3 separate regions of the Mus musculus genome follow, and all the other regions are linked to region 1. A link is a contact called in public promoter capture Hi-C data. All regions are on one chromosome and are shown on one strand. Each heading gives the region's core, a stretch centred on a gene start, on an enhancer-like site or on the middle of the called end of the contact. The rest is flanking DNA. Distances are from core to core; before and after follow the strand shown.

The links. Promoter capture Hi-C pulls out the DNA fragments that hold promoters and counts their contacts.
Region 2: a contact with region 1 is called in a promoter capture Hi-C map of neural stem cells. The contact joins the promoter of Fezf2 here to the enhancer-like site in region 1. A contact is called at or near these places in 8 of 39 promoter capture datasets (cranial neural crest, embryonic stem cells, frontonasal cranial neural crest and 3 more), 1 of 15 datasets of contacts at CTCF or cohesin (stem cell-derived epiblast-like cells), 20 of 484 Hi-C or Micro-C datasets (bone marrow-derived macrophages, cerebral cortex, embryonic cerebral cortex and 5 more), 17 of 115 datasets of contacts at active chromatin or transcription factors (astrocytes, bone marrow-derived macrophages, craniofacial prominence and 8 more) and 4 of 9 other capture datasets (adipose tissue, embryonic stem cells, embryonic tail and 1 more).
Region 3: a contact with region 1 is called in a promoter capture Hi-C map of neural stem cells. The contact joins the promoter of 3830406C13Rik here to the enhancer-like site in region 1. A contact is called at or near these places in 9 of 39 promoter capture datasets (the 3T3-L1 cell line, 3T3-L1-derived adipocytes, cranial neural crest and 6 more), 1 of 15 datasets of contacts at CTCF or cohesin (embryonic stem cells), 16 of 484 Hi-C or Micro-C datasets (the N1E-115 cell line, the Patski cell line, cerebellar granule neurons and 12 more), 10 of 115 datasets of contacts at active chromatin or transcription factors (T-cell acute lymphoblastic leukemia, bone marrow-derived macrophages, embryonic basal ganglia and 3 more) and 2 of 9 other capture datasets (adipose tissue and pancreatic islet).

The regions. Positions count from the first base shown.
Region 1 is chr14:12,528,524-12,531,922 of GRCm38.p6, forward strand. Cadps (Ca2+-dependent secretion activator) reads right to left here. Exons shown (of 31, transcript NM_001042617.1): 10 at 1-58. Among named protein-coding and RNA genes, the nearest start is that of Fezf2, 180 kb to the left of the region's middle. Within about 2 kb of position 1,843, at least 24 of the 459 cell types and tissues checked have an H3K27ac peak or open chromatin away from gene starts, as enhancers often do. A contact at or near this core is called in craniofacial prominence, embryonic cerebral cortex, embryonic tail and 1 more, where this site is marked.
Region 2 is chr14:12,344,196-12,347,897 of GRCm38.p6, forward strand. It overlaps Fezf2 (Fez family zinc finger 2), which reads right to left and starts at 1,670. Exons shown (of 5, transcript NM_080433.3): 1 at 1,392-1,670; 2 at 154-1,043. The coding sequence starts at 990.
Region 3 is chr14:12,281,947-12,285,521 of GRCm38.p6, forward strand. 3830406C13Rik (RIKEN cDNA 3830406C13 gene) reads left to right here and starts at 2,257. Exons shown (of 5, transcript NM_178141.3): 1 at 2,257-2,311; 2 at 3,439-3,522. The coding sequence starts at 3,470.

The DNA.
Region 1 (3,399 bases), core at 593-3,092:
CCTGAGGCTCTGCCTTCTTTTCTCGATAGCTGCACATGGCAAAAGTGTACTGGCTGACCTGCAGGACAGAAAATCAGACTGTGAGACTGTCCCACCAAGACTCATGCCCCCTTGGAAACCATCTACATTTAACTGAAGCCCCAGTTGCTCCATGGTCTCATTCACACTGGATATAGTATCTGACAGTGGCCCATGAGGTTAGAGTGGGTTCATGTGCAGAATGGAAGTAAGAATTTGTCCCTGTCAGTTAGTAGGTGATTAGGAACAGTCAGCTGTTTCTATCTTTATGGTTGTTTGACTTGTATTTTTGTCTAGTGTATGCATTTCATGTGGGTGCCCATGTAAACCTGTGCATGTGGCAGAGGTGAGGGTATATTTACATGAATGTGAACCTGTGTTTGAAGGCTAGAGGTTAGTTTCAGGTGACGTTCATCCACCCTGTTGTTTGAGACAGTGCTTCTCATCAGCCTGTAAATCACAGCTGCGCTGGCTGGCCAGCAAGTCCCTTTTGATGTGGTTTCTGGGCTGTCTCTCCAGCCTCCTATCTACTATTTTGAGACAGGTCTCCTTATGTCTCAGGTTGGCCTTGATTTTCTGATTCTCCTCCCCAATATTGTGGGTTCTGGGGTTACACTGTGCACTAGCTCAGCCCACATTGCTGTTCTTAACACCAACTGGGTTAAACACACACATTGCCACACTTTTGTGATACAAGGCTGACTGAATGGCAACAGTTCTACACGTGTTACCCAATATAATCTTGGCCAGCAGTTAGAGAACAAAAATTCTTTTCTTTGCAGTTGTTTAAAAGGCTTGGAAGATGACTTGGTGGGTAAGACACTAAGCAAGCACGAGGACCCGTGTTCACTTCCCTAGAACTCACATAAAGCCAAAATGGGTAGTGCAAATCTGCAATCACCATGCCCCATGGAGAGAAGAGAAGCAGAGATGGGAGATGCCCAGAAGCCCACAGGCTGGCCAAACTTCCATACACAGTGAAGAGCAACAAAAGATCCTGCCTCCAAACATGGTGGTAATCAAAGACTGACGCCCAAGGTTGGGTTTTAACCTGCTCTGTGGCATTTATGCACTTGAACTCACACAAAGCTATATCCCCCCCCCCCACATTCACATATAACAAGCTGTACTTGAACTCACACAAAGATATGGTCTCCTCTCATACACTTGAATTCACACAAAGCTATGCCCCCCCCCAACCTTGCATTCACATACAACAAGCGCTGCTTTTGTCAGTGTTGAGCTTCTCGTTTTGTTTTCTGGCTACTTGCTGCTATTGAGGGGGCACTTGCAGTGACTTGGTAGAGTCCCCCCTCCATCTTAGACAAGTGCCACAGTGACATGCTGTCACAAGCAATGAGCACTCGACTGCTAGGTGCCAGTCATAGCCAGGCAGCCCCAAGCCCCGATGGCATGGCCGTTGTCACTGGTGCCCTACATGGCAGCCCTCACTTTACTGATATTGGCATTCCATGGCAGTGCAGGGTGGTGCTCCAAGCTGCAGGCCTGCCTTCAGGACCCTGTTGTCACTGTGTATGCAGAACTGGCGACGATGCTTCCCTTTTCTACATCTGGCCTATTGGCAAGGAGCCTGTAGCAAAACAGGCCTACCCCCAGCTTCCAGCCAAGCTCACAGGCACATTTACCGTCATCCACGTATGTCAAATGCCTCGGTGAAGGACTGCCACATCCTTCACCCCTTACTTTCCTTTATTGAAAGAGACAATTCTAAGACTTTGAACCCAGCCAGGGACAGCTGTAGTCTCCTCCACAGTGAGACTGGTCTCTTTTTAAGGGCAAGTACGAGAAACTGGTGCTTTCAGGCTCTACAATAGGTTTCGCTGTCCCGCGTCCTGAAGGTTCAGAGTAAGAGGCAAGAGCGCATTCACGTGGCTGGTTTGTCTGCTGCTGCCCTCTGTTGGTTTCTCATGAGAATTTTCCTGCCCAGTTTGGGATTCTGAAGAATGCACTGTCTCACAGGCTAGACCAGAAGGAGAACTTTGATAAGAGAACACCATCTAGTTTCTTATAACAAGCAGAGCACCCAAGACTTCCCCTTCTCCTACAATGGATGTCGGAGTGCAAATGGGAGTGGTCATAGAAGCTGGGTTCCTGGCCAGGTCCAGTAAACTGTCATCTTCCAACCTCAAAGTTCTCGTCTGTGTTGTGCTCCCTTCCTCCTCCTCTCCCCTCATCCCTGTGCATCAGCTTGTTACTGGGTAGTTACTGAGGTACCCACATCATGTGAGAGGCCCATACAGCAATCACTCTATTGGTGTGCGTAACTAAGTAGTCCCTGTGCATCTGGCTCCATCATTCAGCTCAAAGAGGACTTCCCTGTAGGTGACCAGTCCTTTGAAGGAGTACTTTTGTTCTATTTACAGTTTCACAAGCAATAGGCATTTGTTAAATGAGTCTGACACATGGGGGACATATGTTTAATCCATGACACCCTTCTCCATGATTTACAGTGTCTCTCCACATATAGTACCAGGCCATTCCAACCTGTGGCTGATCCTACCCACAAAAAAAATCCTCCATGATGCCCTCACCACAAAACAATGACAGGAGACACTGCTAGATCTCTACTCTGGTGATTTGGATTAGTTCTTTCACCTGGCAACAGCAGACAGGGTAGAGTTTGTCAGTGAGGTCAGCCAGAAAGGCGCCAATATGCACTTGAGGTCCACATAAATACAACAGCCAAAGCATGTGATACTGAGAGGCATGCTTCTACTACTACTGAGCCCTTCACTTTTTTCTTCCCTGTTTTAGTGGCTTCCTCTCTGCAGTGCTGTCTGCTGCTGCCCTCTTCTGGAATTACTGATGACATGCCCTGCAGGCTGAGGCTGTGTGACTTGGTTAAAAAAAGAAACAAAATAAAATAAAACAACTCCCACCTCCCCACCCCACCCCCAAGCCCCCAAACCAAAGCAACAGCAACAGCAGCAGCAGCAGCAACAACAACAACAACAACAACAACAACAATAACAACAACAACACAAACTAGACAAACCTGAGTTGGCTCACTGGGAGTGTTTTTTCTTTAAGATCTGACAATTTACTTTAGGATTCAGAAGAGGGGAGAGTATCCTTGGAGTATTATCCTGAGTTATAGATGCATCTTAGTTTTCCCAGAATGCTTGGAGGTCACCAAGGAGCTGACAGAGATTTGGGAACTTTCCATTTTTAAAGCTGTCACATCTTATTAATAGAAAGCTATTCCCAGTGAAATGCAGGTTTCCCCCTAAACTGCCAATGTGTTCATTTTGACAAGTTTTGGGACTGGACTCAAGTTCTTGCACACTTTAGGCACGTGTTCTCCACGTGCTCCAGAGCCTGAGAGGTGATTTTTGAAGTCAGAGAGTACAAGCAATGCAG
Region 2 (3,702 bases), core at 420-2,919, 180 kb before region 1:
CCCATTTTACAGAATAGGAAACTGAGGCTCAACTGAGCATCGAACGGAGCGCGCAGCTATTGGGAAGCTCCTCTGCTTGAGAGAAAGGTGTACAAGGCAGCCCAAGAAAGTCAGGGGCTACTAGCTCCCTCCCCCCAGAACCGTAGGCCTCACCTTGCCGCACACTTCGCAGGTGAAGTTTTTGGGTTTGCTGTCAGTAGAGCCCCCCGGTAGTTTGCTGTGGCTCTTGACTCCCCCTCGTTCAGCTGTCAAGGCCGAGTTCTCCTTCAGCACCTGCTCCAGTGGCGCATGCAAGCGCTCCTTATGGGGATAGGAAGCTGGGTGGGGGAACTTGTCCGCAGCCAGGCTGGCCAGTTTGGCGTTCTCCAGCAGAAAAAGCTTGGGGTGAGCAGCCAGGGAAGTGGGGGCCTGTGCGTTGAGGAGGCCGGATGGGAAAAGGTGGCCTCCGAGGAGCTCCGAAGGTGGGTAAGCGGTGGAGTCCAGGTAGTTGAAGTAGTAGAGAGAGCCGCTGGCAGGCAGCCCCACAGCCTGGTTGATGACCTGCGGTTTGATGACCCTGCCGGCGGGCAGCGCAGAAGGCGCGAGGCCCAGTTCGGCCTTGCAGCACACGCCACAGTTGGTTTTGCACAAGCCGCTGGCGCCGCACACTGGGGCCCCCCCGCCGCTGCCTCCTCCTCCACCGCCGCCCGCCCGGAGGCTGCTCTTCCAGAACTCCGAGTAACTGAGCAGCGTCTTGGACGGCACCTCGTAGCCTAGAGGCTGGAGAGGGATCATACAGGGCAGCGGCGAGCAGAGGTTGAGCAGTTTCTTGCTCTGGCTGCTGTCTGCCTCTAACGCAGCAGGCCGGGGCTCGAAAGGCGCTCGGGGCTCGGACGTCTTGGCCATGATGCGCTCGATAGAGAAAGCTAGTGTTTTAGAAGTGGCCGGTGACGCTCCAGCGCGCGGGCAGGCCGGGGGCACCATGGTCTCCAGGGAAGCTGAGCTGGCCATGGCGCGCCAAGCTGGGCCAGGCTGGGCCAGGGCACAGCCTCTCTCCTCTAAGTCTGCATTCCGGAAAAGGCAGGGGGGAAACCGCAATTTAATAAGCACCTAGTCGGCCCGGTCACCCATTTGCATTCAAATGAACAGAAGCAGAACAAAGTGCACCCAAGGGTACCAAATTACCGCCCATTAACCCGGCGCGCAAAGGAACCCACCAGCTATTGCCCTGGGACTATGAAAGGGGGAAGAAGGGGGAGGCTGTACAAAGGAAAGGAGAAGGGGTAGAAGAAAGGAGTCTCAAATTAACACTCCCAGCCCTTCCCTGGACCCAGGCCTTCGCCACGCGTGCTGGGAACTGGGCACTGAAAGAGCAAAGTTAAAGAGGGCCGGAAGAACCACCTCGCTTTTACCTCTTTCCCCCACCGCCAAGGAGATGCGTTCCGAGCCATGCAGCGTGTCTCTTCTGTCACATTTTGATGGCAAACATCTTCCCCTCCGCGTGAGATCACTGTCTTTTACATTCAGCTGACATCACATGAAGTCACTTGAAGTGGAATGACATGGGCGGCGGCGCGACTCCCGTTGAGGACCCTGCGTTCCCCCGCGCCTGCCGGCCGCCGCCACCGCCCCTCAAACTTTAAAGGAGGCAACTAGCGCCCGCGCTCCCTTCGGGAAAGTGCGAGCGGTTTGCGAATCGGGAAGGAGGGAAGAGAGGGAGGGGGGAGGGGGAAGAATCGTGATGGTTTTGCCGGTGGAAGGAGGTGGGGGCCGCCCAAACCCAAACCTAGGCAGAGTTCCTTGGGTGATTCACAACTTTGGGGGGCCTACAGTTTTAGGGTACGCGGGGAAGGCGGGGTGTCCCCGACGCGCTACCTCAAAGGGCCCCTGGTGTCCGTCTAATCACCAAAGTATCCCTTAGCCCTGCGCAGCCGAACTGGGCACCGTGCTAATAAACTGCCATTTACCTACGGAGCCAGCGCCAGCCCCGAACACGCGCAAATGATAATTACCTCATTAGGATGTGGCGCATGGACGCGGGCGTCGCGTTTGGAGGGGGGAACTTGTTAATGGGGAAATATTAATTTATGCAAAAGCAACGAGCTCGCCTTGGCTGGCGTCGGAGGTCGAGAGAGAGCTCCCCGCCGCCTAAGGACGACCTCGAAGAGTCCGGGAGGGCAGGCGGCGTGCCGGGGTCCTGGGGACCTGGGGAAGGGTGGGTGCGCCTGCAGCTCTCTGGCCCACTTTTTCAGTAGGGCTGGGGGATTCTTGCCCTGAGAGGCCTAGGGCTCTTTGAGAAGCTAATCGATCCGAATTGCTGATTTGTGATCGGGTTTGAGAGGCAAAGGCAGGCTCTGCGCCTGGTTTAGGGCTGCGTGCGGGGAGGATTCGGAGGGCAGCTCTCCCGCTGTTGGGTACTTACTGTTTGTATAATTGAGAAGGTCCAATCTCCACCTGTTTAAGGAGCAGATTGAAACAGCAGAACCTCCCCTGGATCCTATTAAAACGTTTTTCCTCCTAAGGCCATTCAGTCGAACCAATTTTCCGAAGTGATTCATAGAGCTGAATTCTGCCAAGGCAGCTCTTTCACTTTTAGCCACTAAAGCACCGCGTGGAACCGGGTTTTGTGTTTTTCTAAAATAAAAAGAAGGATTATCAGAGGGGAGAAGGAGGGGGTCTGAAGGGGGGCGGGCAAAGACTTAGTGTGGCCAGAGGTACAAGCAGAGGGAAGAAAAGGCTCTTTTCTAGACAGGCCCCAAGTAAGTTCGGAGGAATTCAGCGTTTTTGTGCCGGGCGCACAAAAGCAGAGCGCTCGGCGCTGGGTTTGGAGGGGCTGAATTCATGTTTGCAGACCATTCCACCTGCGTATCACAACAAACTGCTCAAAGAAGCTCCAGCACTTTCAACAGGCCGGGTGCTCTTGGTGACAACAAAAGTGGTCGAGGCTGAGGGTTCTTATGGGGGGGGGGGGGCTAGCTAGAGAAGGAGAGAATTAGGTTTAGGGAAAAGAGGGGCTGTGCATGGGGTTTTTGAAAACTTTTGGCTGTTTTTGTTCGTCGGACAATTATATCTTGCCAGCCGGCTTTTGCAAGACCAAGAGCTTTGTAGCCGCAAAGGCAGTTTAAGAGGATTACGGTGGGTATAATATGAGCAAACAGGGTTGAGGGTTTGATAGTCAATTCCTTCTCCAGAGATATAGCATCAGCGGAGCCGGGGAAAGTGCCGGTGAAGGCAAACCCTCTTCTCCGTTTGCAGCTGAGTGTCCATCTGATCCCCGGCCCACTACTACCCATCCCAGGGAAAACTGTCCATCCAACGCCAGACGGACGAGCAAAGCTCTAGTTTGGACTGCAGCCGAACAACATCCTATCCTCGGCAAAACTCTTTCCTTCCATCCACCTATCTAGCTGTGTCTCCTCCGATGGCCATTTCAGATCAGGTGTGGATGGAGCAGGTAGAGAAAAGAAAAGTATAGCTGGGGAACGGGTGGGGGTGGGGGCCAACAGACAGAGATCTCCAAGGAGAAGTGACAGTGGAAATGGTCTATGATAGACTAATAATCTCATCCTGCCAAACTCTGAAACTGTCCTCAAATTCAGCAATTATGAGTCTGTCTCCTTAATATCCACCACCACACACACAAAGCTGAAACTTCCAGGTATCAAAGCTAGAGTCCTGCCCAACTGGAGAAGAATATTTTCACACCGCCCATTCAATTTAAGA
Region 3 (3,575 bases), core at 1,007-3,506, 250 kb before region 1:
AAACGCAATACTTCAGGATCTGGAGAGATGGCTCAGTGGCTAAAATGCTTACTGCTCTTCCAGAGAGCCTAGGTCCAGTTCCCAGCCACTATGCCCCGTCACAACCACCTATAACTCCAGCTGCAGGGAATTTAATGCCCTCGTCTGATCTCCATGGACACATAAATCTCCCCCCCCCAATTTTTTTTCCTATACAGCAAAAATAAGGCAAAAATAGTAAGCTAGGGCAAGCAAGAATCAGCACTAGGAAACATTATCTTCACTACACATGTACAGAAGAATACCACACAATGGGCCAGTTGCTATTTAGACAATGATGGTGATTTGCAGTATAGGGCAGGAGTATCTCACTCTAAAAAACACCCAGATTTAACTAACAAAATGCAGGCTATAAGAACTGATGCACTATGCGGTTGCCAGAGATTTGTCCTCATCAGCTAGTTGTCTCATGGAAAGGATCACAAATGTGATTTGTCATGAGAGGAGTTATGACAGCTAATCTTTAAGCTGAGAGGAAGAACTTTTATGGGTAACTATACATGATCAAAATATATCTAGATAATCTTTAAGTTTCTGTGATATATTCCTGGTTACTATTTTCCTAAAGATTGCAAAATTTATATACTATCTCTTGGTTTGACAGTAAGGCAGACAATGACTCAAAAAGGAGAGGCTCTGAGGAAAATTTGTAGTTTCTCCCAATTGTACTGCTATGCAAACATGCCCAAAGCATGAGGGTACATAAAGTTTGTCTTAATAAACATGAAAACATTTTAATAGTTAGATTGTCTGTTCACATAGTCCAAAAATAGTTAAAATTTATTTTGAAATTCTATAAAACAAACAAGAATGCTTTGTGACTATGCAAAGGCTATTTTATTCATGGGAGAGCCCAGAACACAGAACCATTCAAGGGTCTATTTTTAAAGAGGGAGGGTGTGAAGCAGTTTAACAACAGATCTGCCAAGCACAGGTTACAGTGCTTCAAAATCAGGAGAAATTTCACTCATCCAGTTAGAAAATGCACAATAGGAAACCAAAGTCAAAAATATTTTTCTTGATGCTGGAGAGAGATGGATCCAGCAGTTATGAGTTCTGGCTGTTCTTACAGAGGACAAGAGTTCTCATCACAACAATCAAATAAAGAGTCTCAAGGGGATCTAAATCTCTATTCTGCCCTTTGAGGACACCTATATACATTGTAGCATACCATCCCAACACACACACACACACACACTCACACACAAACACATACCAAAATTTAAAGGGAACTTTACAAAACACAAAATGTTCTTTTGTTGTGGAAAAAAAAAATGTGGCTGGGGAAGTGGGAAGTCCCACACTGAGAATGAAATAATACCTCTATTGAGAGAGTAGCATTATAAGATAGGAAGAGCCAAGTATCATAGTCCATGCCTTTACTCCCAGGACCAGAGGCAGAGAGGCAGAGAGGGGGAGAGGCAGAGAGGCAGAGAGGCAGAGAGGCAGAGGTATGTCCTGTGATTTAAAGGACTAGCCAGGTCTACATAGTGAGACCTTGCCCTAGAAGTAAAGAAGTGAAGATACCTAAGTGTGTAGAAAAGAGGCTTTCAAAATAAAGGACACACTGAGTTCAAAGTGTCTAAATTCGGTGCTACATTTAATGTAGGTAACCTAGGAGGAAAAACTCACTTAAATGTGTTCTGTTTACCCTTTACCAGCTGTGCAACTCTTAGTTAAGACTTTATCACTCTTCCATATCTCTATCTATAAGCAAAGAATAAACAGAACTACTCGCTCACAAAGTTATTTCAAGGAATAAAATGAAGCGTAAGGGTACACTTCTGCACATGGGAGGAGTGCTGTGGGCTAAACAACACAAGGCTGTGAACTTGCTGTGTTGATCTGTGTGCGACCTAGAGGCTGCTCTGCAGGCCTCGGATGAACAAACTTAATGACAAGTCTTTGGATAGTCCCCACAACACTCACGCCTTCCCCCCCCCCCCCCCCCACTGGAACATTCCAAAGGAGGAATATGTTACAGGGAGGAAGCCAACTGTACTCCCCGAAGACTTTATAACATATGCAGAGACCACTTTTTAAAAGCTTGAGCTATCACCACATCTTCTTCCAGGTTTCTAAGGCCCCTTTTGGGGAATCTTCCACAGTCTCATCTCCCTGAGGTGCTCGAACCCGCGCCAGAGCCAAGCCAAGCCAAGTAGCTGGGACTCTGACTGACGTCAGGAGCGTAAAGTACGCAAACATGGCTGCCTGACCACGCCCAGGTCTTGCGCAGGCGTCGTCCATGGCGCGTTCCCGGAAGAGCTCAGAGGTGGGCGCAGTGTGGTCACAGCCCGTAGCCCCTGAGGCAAGGGGGGGATGAGGAGGAAGCTAATGAGGGGAGCCAGGTGACCAGAAAGGTTTTCCAGAGTTTTCTGGGACGAAAGGCGGGACTTGGGGTGGCCGTTGGGCGCTTCCTCGCTTCAAAAGGCAGAGTTTTTCTTGAACTGCTCCCGAAGGAGAGGAAGAGAGGCGGCAGGAGTGGCTTTCCAGGGGCGCCTGGACGCTGCCCTGGTCGGCTGCAAACCTCGCCGGGAGGAAGGCGAGGAAGCCGGGCGTGAGGTGGGCCCTGGGCGGAGAAGGAGCCTGCTGAAGGGCCGGGCAGGCCCCTGTGCAGTGTGCGGAGCACCCAGAGCTCGGGCGTCCGGTCGCCATCCGATCCTGAGCGAGCGGCGTTTAATTTCAGAAAGTTTAGGGAAGTCTCCTTCACGGAATGTCAGTGTTGGATGTGTCTCCCTTTGGTGGGGCACCTTTAGCTTGTGTGCTCAGCCTAGCGCGTTCAGAGCACGTCATTAGCCCACCATCTATACTTGTGCAAGTACTTTAGCCAAGGGGAGTGGTGCCTGGTGTAGTGTGCCATAGGAAGTCTCCAAACGCGAGTGCTGACTTGCTAGAACGCGGCGGGCAGACTTAATCGACTTTTTCCTAAGTTACACATGTAAAAATACTTCCCCTGTTTGGAAGGGTCATGGTAGCACTGAGCAGTCTTCCGCTAAAGGCAAGACCATGAGTTCCCAGTTGGTCCTCAGACGTGTTTGCCTTTCTGTCTATGAGTGTGTGTTGAATTTTTAGGTTTTTTTTTTTCTTTCTGTTAAAATGTCCATTAGTCTTAGTGCCGGCTGTTTGTTTGTTGAAATTCTGTTTAAGATTAGAGCTTGGGTGGAGGTAGCAGATATGAAGCGTCTTGAGTTTACCTGATCCATGGTGTTTTGAGTGAATTTGACAAATGCAAAAAAAAAAAAAAAAATTAATAAAAATGTGCTTGAGTGCATTCTTTCACATTACACATAAAATTGTCAGTTTTCTCTTTTGAGAGAATTAATGTATTGTTTCAGTACTAAAACCAAATCGCACAGTTGAACACATGGGTAAAGATAACTAAATGTTTTTATTATTTAGCAGAAAACTTATAGCCCAGCTTTGATTAAAGATGGCTTCCTTGTTTACTCAAGAAATTCACCTTTCTAAAAGACATGAAGAAATGTAAGTTTTTGAAAAAGATACTTCAAATACAGAGTGTATGTTACCTTTATTAG